Linked DNA regions of Sus scrofa: all the other regions are linked to region 3. A link is a contact called in public HiChIP or PLAC-seq data. All regions are on one chromosome and are shown on one strand. The core of a region is the stretch at or near the end of the contact, and the rest is flanking DNA. Distances in the headings are between cores, read along the strand shown. Region 1 holds the start of NCKIPSD (NCK-interacting protein with SH3 domain). Region 2 holds the start of SLC26A6 (solute carrier family 26 member 6). Region 3 holds the start of CCDC51 (coiled-coil domain-containing protein 51).

Region 1 (2,700 bases), core at 104-2,603, 220 kb before region 3:
ACTTAATGTAAGGGAGCGTTTCAGGCAGTGTGGTCTTTTTGGCCATACTACCTTTTAGCACTCCTACTCAGTCCTGGACCCCACTATAGCTATGCTAGTCTCATCCTTTACATAGCTCTAGCCAGGGCAGTTCCTAAGAGACCTACGTCTGTGCTAGGAAGATTTTAGGGAAGAAGTGTGGTAGTTCTTGAACTGCAGAACTAGATATTGGGAAGAAGGACACGATACCAATGCCAGGAAGGTAGGATCAGGATGTCCAGTTCTAGCAGACATATCCTTTGCCTGAACTTCCCATCACCTCTCCAAGGCCACCTATGCATATGTCCACTGTGTCCAAAAGCAGGCCGACTGCATACACTGGCCTGGTTGTGCCTATAGTCCCTGTTCCCTGGGCCCAGACTTCCAAAGGGAATGTGTCTGGAGTAGCCCCTGGGCAGGAATAGGAGGTCCCCAGGACTCTGAGCCTGAGGGTTTCCCCTCACAGCCCTTATCCTCCCAAGGCTGACTTGAAGGTGAACCAATCAAACAAGCTCTTAAGGCCACATACTCCGCACCCTCCACTAGCCCTTCTGTCTGCTCTTAGAGAAGCATCAGAAACAAGATAACCTGGAGTTGTAAGTCGCCAGAGACAACAGAAAGAGCAACGTGACAGCAATTTATAGGGGTTCGAGCACCCAGCAACGTTATGCTTGAGGGAGGGAAGTGTCCCAGGCAGAGGAAACTAGGCAAAGACCCACATTAGAGAAGGAGAGGGATGCTAGTGGTGGGAGAGAGGCAGTAGGCTGGGAAGGGAGGATGGGAGGACTTTGGACAGAGAAATGGCCCCACGCTGTGGTTTTTTTGTTTTGTTTTTAAAGCCCCCTCCTTGCACCCCAGTGCCTACCACTGGTGCGGTAAGCGGGATCCGAAGGCCTAGAGATACCGTGGAGACCCAGCCCCTACTGACGCCTTTAAGTATCAAGATGCAACAACAGGACTACCTTCACGGGGACCTTTATATTAGTAGGTCAGGACCCACTCCTTCGGGGTGGCCAGGACTCACGGGACTATCTGCGAAGGACACTGGCTCTGCCTTTGGGCTGCAGGCAGAACGCTACTTTGGGAAAGTAGCACAGCCGGCAGCACTTGGGCTTGAGTGGATAAAGGGAGTGGAGGGCTAGGCGAGAGAAGCTAAGGCTGGGGTTCTAGGGAGGGTGCGGAGGTCGGGAGGCATGAGCTTGCAGGGTTGCAGAAGCCCACGGAACTGGCAGAAAGGGCGATGGACTCGCCAGTGCTTTAGGCCACCAGGGGGCTCCGCGCTTCTGCTCGGAGACCGACACACTCCCGGGGCGGGGCTGCGGCGGGCGCGCGCGCGCACGCGCCGTATGTCACGGGGCAAGGCGAGCGCGGCGAGGCGCTCCTGGCCTGGCGTCCTGAATCCACAGACCTCGCCATCTCTCTTGCCCCGGCCCGCCCCGGCCCAGCCTGGCCCGTCCCCATGTACCGCGCGCTGTACGCGTTCCGCTCGGCGGAGCCCAACGCGCTGGCGTTCGCCGCGGGCGAGACCTTCCTGGTGCTGGAGCGCAGCAGCGCGCACTGGTGGCTGGCGGCGCGGGCGCGCAGTGGCGAGACGGGCTACGTGCCGCCCGCCTACCTGCGCCGCCTGCAGGTGAGTGTGCCCCTCCCTGGCCCGACCTCTGCAGCCCCTAGGTCAGCTCCAGAACAGCCTCACAAGGCTGACCCGACACCCCAGGTCCGTTGGGACCTCCAACAGATAATGGAGTTTGAGAAACTGACCCTGAGACCACCCCCGCCACAAGGACTGGGGCTCTAAGAACCCGCACCCCCACAGAAGACCATGCCCTTGACAGCCAACTCTGAGGAGTCCAGACCCACCAAAGCCTAAATCTAGTACTAAGACTCCTTGGGATCGCGGACCCATCGGGACCCAACATCTGAACCCCCATCCAAATAGAATTCAAGAGTCAGTCCTGAGATTCCAGCAACACCAAATTCTGACCGGTTCCACACATCACTGAGACCCCAGACCTAATCAGCCCCTTCCTGGGATCCTCAGGATCCCACAGGCTTGCTTCTCATCCCTCAGCTTCCACCACGGAGACCTGGGAAACCCTGGACACTTCCTGTTTCCAGCCATCTCCATACCCTCACCCCACCCCAACTTGGACCCAGAAGCCTCATCCCCTAAATAACCCCCAAGCCCCTAGACCTCATGTCTTTGACTACCCTGTACTCTCTCATTTCCTAAACCCTTCCTAAGACACATTTGCTAACCCACTTTGAGCCAGAGATCCCAGTCCCTGCTGACACTCCCCGGCACTACTCTCTCTACCTTCTTTCACAAGCCTCAGGCCCTGACTTTTCAGACTTCCTTTCTCAGAAAGTGAGGGGCTCCATCTCTCCTTATCCCCACTCTGGGTGGGGGCTTCTCCCATTGCAAGGAAGTGAGACCTCTCCAGGGCTTCCCTTGGTCTGGCTGTAGCCCCATTTCCTTCCAGTAAAGGCTGCAGTCCCAGTTCCTGTTTCCCCAAGAATAGTCCTGGTGTGGGGGCTGGGGTGCATTGTCTCCAGCTGGTCTATTCTGATCACAGGGGAAGGAGGGCCTGGAGCCTCTAGGCCTGCCCTGTGCCAGACACCTCCGCCCCATCCTAGTCCCTAGTCTTTAGGAGACATCCTATCCCAGCCCAGTTCAGGACAGAA
Region 2 (2,700 bases), core at 162-2,661, 180 kb before region 3:
CAGCAAGCCCAGAAAGCCCCCAGAGTAGGCATCCCTTTACCACTGGGAACAGTGGTGGCGCAGGGTTGTGGAGGGTACATGCAGACCCCTCCCTCCTTCACTCATACTCTTGGGAGGCAGTCTCCAAGGAGATTAAAAGTTCTGCTTTACTGACTGGTGCCAAATCCCGCCAGCCAGGACTCCAGCTCTCCTTACCCAGAGTGACCTCAGCCCATGAAGGGTTGAGGAGCCTGCTGTGGGGAGAGTGGATTGTCCTTGCTATGTCCTAGGTTCTATAGAGGCCCCTCTCTGTCTGGGGGTCCCCCCTCCAGCCCAGTGGCTCCTTTTCCTGTCTGTGTAAATTGTTCCGTGAAGCCGCGCTCTGTTTTGGGAATAAACTTCTATAGAAAATGGTTATTGCCTCTTTCTGTTTGGGGGTGGGGTGGGTAGCAGGATGACTATGATTCAGACCAGGCTGACCTTTGGGAGAAATCTGAGCACTGCCCCCCCCCCCACTTCCCCAAGGCTATTTGGCTATTTTTAGCTCATTTCATCTGAAGATTTGGACCAGATTCCTAACGCTTTCATCCCATATTCTATCTGGTCGCCTTGAGGTTGGGCCTGAAGTTTGAGTGCGGGTGCTGAGAATAAGGCCTTCTCAAGGCAGCAACTTGACGGCTTCCTAAGTCTGCAGGGCCTGCAGCCCTGATCTGGCATTTGCCCTAGCCCTCAAAAGAACCCTAGGAACTGCCCTCAGTCCATTGACAGTATTGACTCCTGTCACCCTTCAGACTTGAAGCTGCCAGGACATCGCGTTCCTCCAGAAATCAAGCAGAAGCCTTCAGGCCTGATTCCCGGTCTGAGCTTTGTGCCGGGGAGGGGAACCTCGCAGCCTTTCAGGTCCGCGTGTCCAGAGTTAAAGGGAGGCCTTTTGAGCCCCTTCCGTGTCAGAGACATGCCATGCCCCGTGGACCTGAATAACTCAAGGAGAACTAAGGCTCCTAGACGTCCCAGCCGCGCCCCTAGACGTCCTGCGAGGACACTGGGCAAGAAGCCAGGACCTGGTATTAGTCCCGTCCCACTCTGGGACCTAGGGCCGCAGGTACCGGGCCAGCTCGGATCCTTAGTCCCTGTCCTTTAGTTAACTACAGCTCAGGGAGACAAGCTAGGCGAGCCACGAGGGGGAGCGCAAACCAAGGCGCTCGGGAAGGAAGGGGTTAAATCTCCCTCCTTCTGCTTCTCAGCGCCGCGACCTTGTCCCTTAGGCCCCGCCCCGGCACGCTGACTGGCCCAAGCCTTCCCCGTCCCGCCTGAGGATTGGCTGCTGGGAGCGCGCCCCAGGCCTTGCCTCCGTCCCGGCCCCGCCTTTTGGGCCGTAGCGGCCTCTTGCCGGAGACCTAGGAGCTGCTGCATCTCCGCCGCCCACCCGCAATGGGGCTGTCAGAAGCGCCTGGGTGAGTGAGTACAGGGCACGGCCCCTGTTCCCGGTGTCCGAGTCCGCGAGGTGTCCGGTGTCCGAGGCGCGGACCACCCCTAGGCCCCCGAGCAGGCGCCCCGCTTGGGTTAGCTCTGAAGGGATCGCCGAGTCCCTAGCAGGCACTTCCCGCCTGACGCGCCTCGGTTTACTGTTTTGGCGATTTTCTGCAGACACCTGCCCAACCATAGCGAGGGATGGGGTGGGAACCGGTGCGGCCCCAACCCCTACGGGCAGTGCGGAAAGCCCCTCTAGCGTTGTCCAGGGGCTAGCTGGCTGCCACCAGGAGGCAGCTGCGTGTGGAGGAGTACCGGCCTAGGAGGTGCTCCGGGGCGGCACGTTGGGCCCGGGACGTGGCTACAAGAATGCCCATAGCGGGGACCTGAGTCCAGTGATGCAACTGGTCGGGGAATGAGCACTCTGGCCCTTCTGGTTGCAGGGCCCTCCCAGAGGGAGGGGCCAAGTATCTAGGCCCGGTCCTCCAAGCACCGGTGCGGGGGGGGGGGGGCAAGGGGGCTGGTGGTGGCGGGGGCAGGAGCCCTTTAAGACCTCGAGTGACTCACGGAGGAGGGGCGAGGGGGCTCAAAGATCTCTGTGAGACGGGCGCGACTCGCCAAGAGTCTGAGGATCGTGCTCTCACCCACTCCACCACTCCTTCCTCTAGCCGGGACATCAGGTTAGAGTTCTTTCCCGGTGAGTTTCTGCCCCTCGGGTGGGAAGCTCACCCTAGGTAAGAGCTTCTCTCAGATCAGAACTTTCCTCAGGGGTGAAGGCTTTCCCAGTAGGGCAGAGCCTCCCTCTGGGTAAGATTCTTCCCGCCCCCGGAGATCCCTTCCCAGGTGAGAGCTTTCTCCCATTATGTGTAGGAGCTTCCTCAAGATCAGATCTTCCCTTAGGTGAGAATACCTTCCAGATTAGAACTTTTTTGGCAGGTGAGAACTTTCCCCCAGGTAAGCGCTCCCCCTCTAAGAGCTCTTATTGCCAGACCACAACTATTTCTGGGACAGCTTCCTCCCAGGTGAGAACTCCCTCCCCCCAAATCTCCTATTCCCCAGTGAGATCCTTCCCCTTATTCAGGTGGTTGCCACTGGGCAGATCAGAGGTTCTGCCCAGTACAAAACTTACCTAGGCTGGTGAAAAATTTTCCTCTTAGATGAAAGTTTCCCTTAGGTGAGACTGTCCCCCCTTCTGATGGGAGCTTCCCTTTCCAGGTGGGAACATGTCCCTCCAGGTGAGAGGCATCCCCC
Region 3 (2,700 bases), core at 20-2,519:
AGGATTGCCTTTCTCCCAACACCTAATCACAGATTATGCACAATACCTCACATCACTCCGAGAAAGAATCTCAATAGCTAGAATCTCAGTGCTGTGTAAACAAAAACGAATAAACCCACTAGAATAGATGTTGAGAGAAGCCCTGAAGGACACTCCCACCATCCTAGACTTCACTGTCCCCAGTCTGGCTCATAGCAATCCAAGAGGATATAGGTAACTGCCAAGGAAATAACCACTAGTTTGATAAATGTAAACAGCACTTAAGAAAAACAAAAAGTACTGAGACTAATGGGATTAAAAATCTTTTGATATATAATCAATTCCTCTTATACAAAGACAAAAGAGGCAGAATGGTAGAGAATTAGGTTAAAAAAGCATATTGTGCAATAGCACAGCCAAGGAGCCAGGACTTTATCCATTACTCTAGGGGCATTCAGGATCGAAAAGACTCTGGATGCAAAAGTATATGTTAAAGTTAAGAGTAGTAAATCAAGAAATGTTATAAGCAACAAAGAAGCAGTGAATACATATTTGGAGCAAGAACCTGTGTAGGATATATGGAAACTCTACCGTATGAACTTGTAACTGAGACATACACATTTCTGTATTTCCATTTCTGCCACTTTCCTAAGGAAGAGAAGCCTAAACTAGGTCTGGCTCCAGCTCTTTCTGCTGCTGCGAATCTAAGCTTGGCCAGGGTTGTCCACCGCTACCAACACCAGCAACAGAGACCTCGCAACTCACTAACGAGGCAGGGCATTGACCTGCCGTGGCCAATATACAGAATGACGCTCAAACGTTTATCTGAGCTCTACTCAATCTCACTTACCCAAGGGGCCTTTCCCCGCGGCCTTCGCTTTTAGCTCCTCGAGTTTCTTTTGCTCCTCCTTTTGTTTCTGCTTGAATGCCTTATCTTCCTAGAGAGAGGAAGAGCGGATTCACTCCAGGCAGATTTCCCAGCCCCTTCGCTCCCGTCCACGCCTCCGCGCCCGCACTCACCTCGTCCATCTCCTTGGCCTGTTTCTTGGGCTGCTTCAGGGGCTTCTTCTTGCCACCTGCGGGCGACACGAGCACGCTCAGCCTGGCCCCCTCCGGGTCCCCTCCCTCTCCGCCACATCACACCGGCCCTGCACACTTACCTTCGCGGCCCGACATGGCGCCTACCGCCCCTTCCCCAGACCCTGCCACCGGATGCGGAGCGCTGCGTCCCACCCCCTGCGTCTATACCTCCATGCAGACCTGCTGATTGGCTCCGAGTCCGGAAGTTGTGTGCCCGCTGCCGGAAGTGGCCCTGCGGGGGCAGGCACTAAAGGGTCAGAGATCAACTGAGCGGCGGGCGTTCGATTGAGGTTGAGGATCCCGCGCCCAGCGCTTCAGGTACGGGGGTGGAGGGCGGAGGGCGGAGGGCGAAGCGCGGGGGTGGGTGGTAGTGTCTTGCTCCGGGAGGGTCCGGAAGCCGCCAGGCATGCTTAACCGCAGACGCTAAGCTTGGGACCCTTCATGAGGGAAGCACTGCAGGTAGACGAAAGGGTTTGTGCAAAGGCCTTGAAGCTAGGACACGTTCCTAGAACCGAGGAAAACACAGCGTGACTGGAGAGAGATGCCAGGGAAGAGGCAGAATTGGGCTGGGGCTAGATCGCCTGGTTCTAGAGCTTTGGAGGCCACTGAAAGGAATTAGGGTTTTGTAATACAGCCCGGGGTGCGACATTTTGCAAACTCTGCTTATTCATCCAATACGTTTTTGTTGAGTGTGACCCATGCAGGTAGTACTTTAGGCACTGAGGGTGCAGCAGGGAACAGGCATTCATCTTGCTCTGGTCAAGCTGACCTTCTGGTGGGTGAGACCGAATATAAGTAGATAAGTGAAATGCGTACCTTGGGTCATGTGATATGCGCCTGGGGGAAAATAAAGCGGAGAAAGTAGGTAAGGTGTCTTGGGGTGGGAGTGGATGGCTTTGACATTTGAGCAAGCAATAGGATAGCGAACAACTGGTGCAATGTGAAGATCCTGGAAGTTGGAATAACCTAGTGTGCAACATCAAGAAGAACCTTGCACGGTAGTAATGTGAGGTGAAGGATATGTTAGCTAATCTTCCTGTGGTAAACATTTAGCAGTATACACATGTATCAACTCATCATATTGTACACTTTTAACTTATACAATGATGTATGTCAGCTTTATCTTGATAAATCGTGGTGGGGGTGGGGGGTGTTCCATGTGACTGGAGCAGAGCAGGAACAGAAGACCAGTGGGAGATGAGGTCAGGAAAGTTGGAGAGCCAAGTGTTGAATGCCCTCTAGGCTATGGACAAGATTTTGGCTTTTACCTTGAGGCAAGTGGAGAACCTTGCAGGGTTTGAGCAGAGAGAAACATGGTCTGACTTGTGTTTTGAAGGGATCACTACTCCGTTGACAGTCGGAGCTAGAGAGTATAAGCAGGGAGACCTTTCAGAGGCTCTTAGTATAATCCTGGCAAAAGATGTTGGTCGCTGGGACTAGGCGATAGCAGTGGCAGGAGCAAAGGGAAGGGTGATTCTGTATTCAGTTTCAGAGGTAGAGATGGCTTTTGCTAATAGATTGAATGTGAGGAGGGAGAGAAAGCAGAGTCAGGGATGATGCGAGAGTTTTGGCCTGATTGGGAATTGGGGTTTCCATCAACCAAGATGGAGAATGTGGGAAAGCCACGTTTGAGAAGGGAAG

What was found. HiChIP or PLAC-seq counts read pairs in DNA pulled down with a chosen protein or histone mark.
Region 1: a contact with region 3 is called in an H3K27ac HiChIP or PLAC-seq map of alveolar macrophages. The contact joins the promoter of NCKIPSD here to the promoter of CCDC51 in region 3. A contact is called at or near these places in 1 of 5 promoter capture datasets (fetal liver) and 1 of 2 datasets of contacts at active chromatin or transcription factors (alveolar macrophages).
Region 2: a contact with region 3 is called in an H3K27ac HiChIP or PLAC-seq map of alveolar macrophages. The contact joins the promoter of SLC26A6 here to the promoter of CCDC51 in region 3. A contact is called at or near these places in 1 of 5 promoter capture datasets (fetal liver) and 1 of 2 datasets of contacts at active chromatin or transcription factors (alveolar macrophages).

What each region holds. Positions count from the first base shown.
Region 1 is chr13:31,376,337-31,379,036 of Sscrofa11.1, reverse strand. NCKIPSD (NCK-interacting protein with SH3 domain) reads left to right here and starts at 1,353. Exons shown (of 13, transcript XM_021070642.1): 1 at 1,353-1,648. The coding sequence starts at 1,478.
Region 2 is chr13:31,329,256-31,331,955 of Sscrofa11.1, reverse strand. It overlaps SLC26A6 (solute carrier family 26 member 6), which reads left to right and starts at 1,411. Exons shown (of 21, transcript NM_001012298.2): 1 at 1,411-1,433. The coding sequence starts at 1,411. It overlaps CELSR3 (cadherin EGF LAG seven-pass G-type receptor 3), which reads left to right. Exons shown (of 36, transcript XM_021070639.1): 36 at 1-393.
Region 3 is chr13:31,152,169-31,154,868 of Sscrofa11.1, reverse strand. It overlaps CCDC51 (coiled-coil domain-containing protein 51), which reads left to right and starts at 1,269. Exons shown (of 4, transcript XM_003132182.4): 1 at 1,269-1,377. LOC100521518 (a long non-coding RNA gene) reads right to left here and starts at 1,255. Exons shown (of 4, transcript XR_306773.3): 1 at 1,140-1,255; 2 at 1,000-1,055; 3 at 830-917.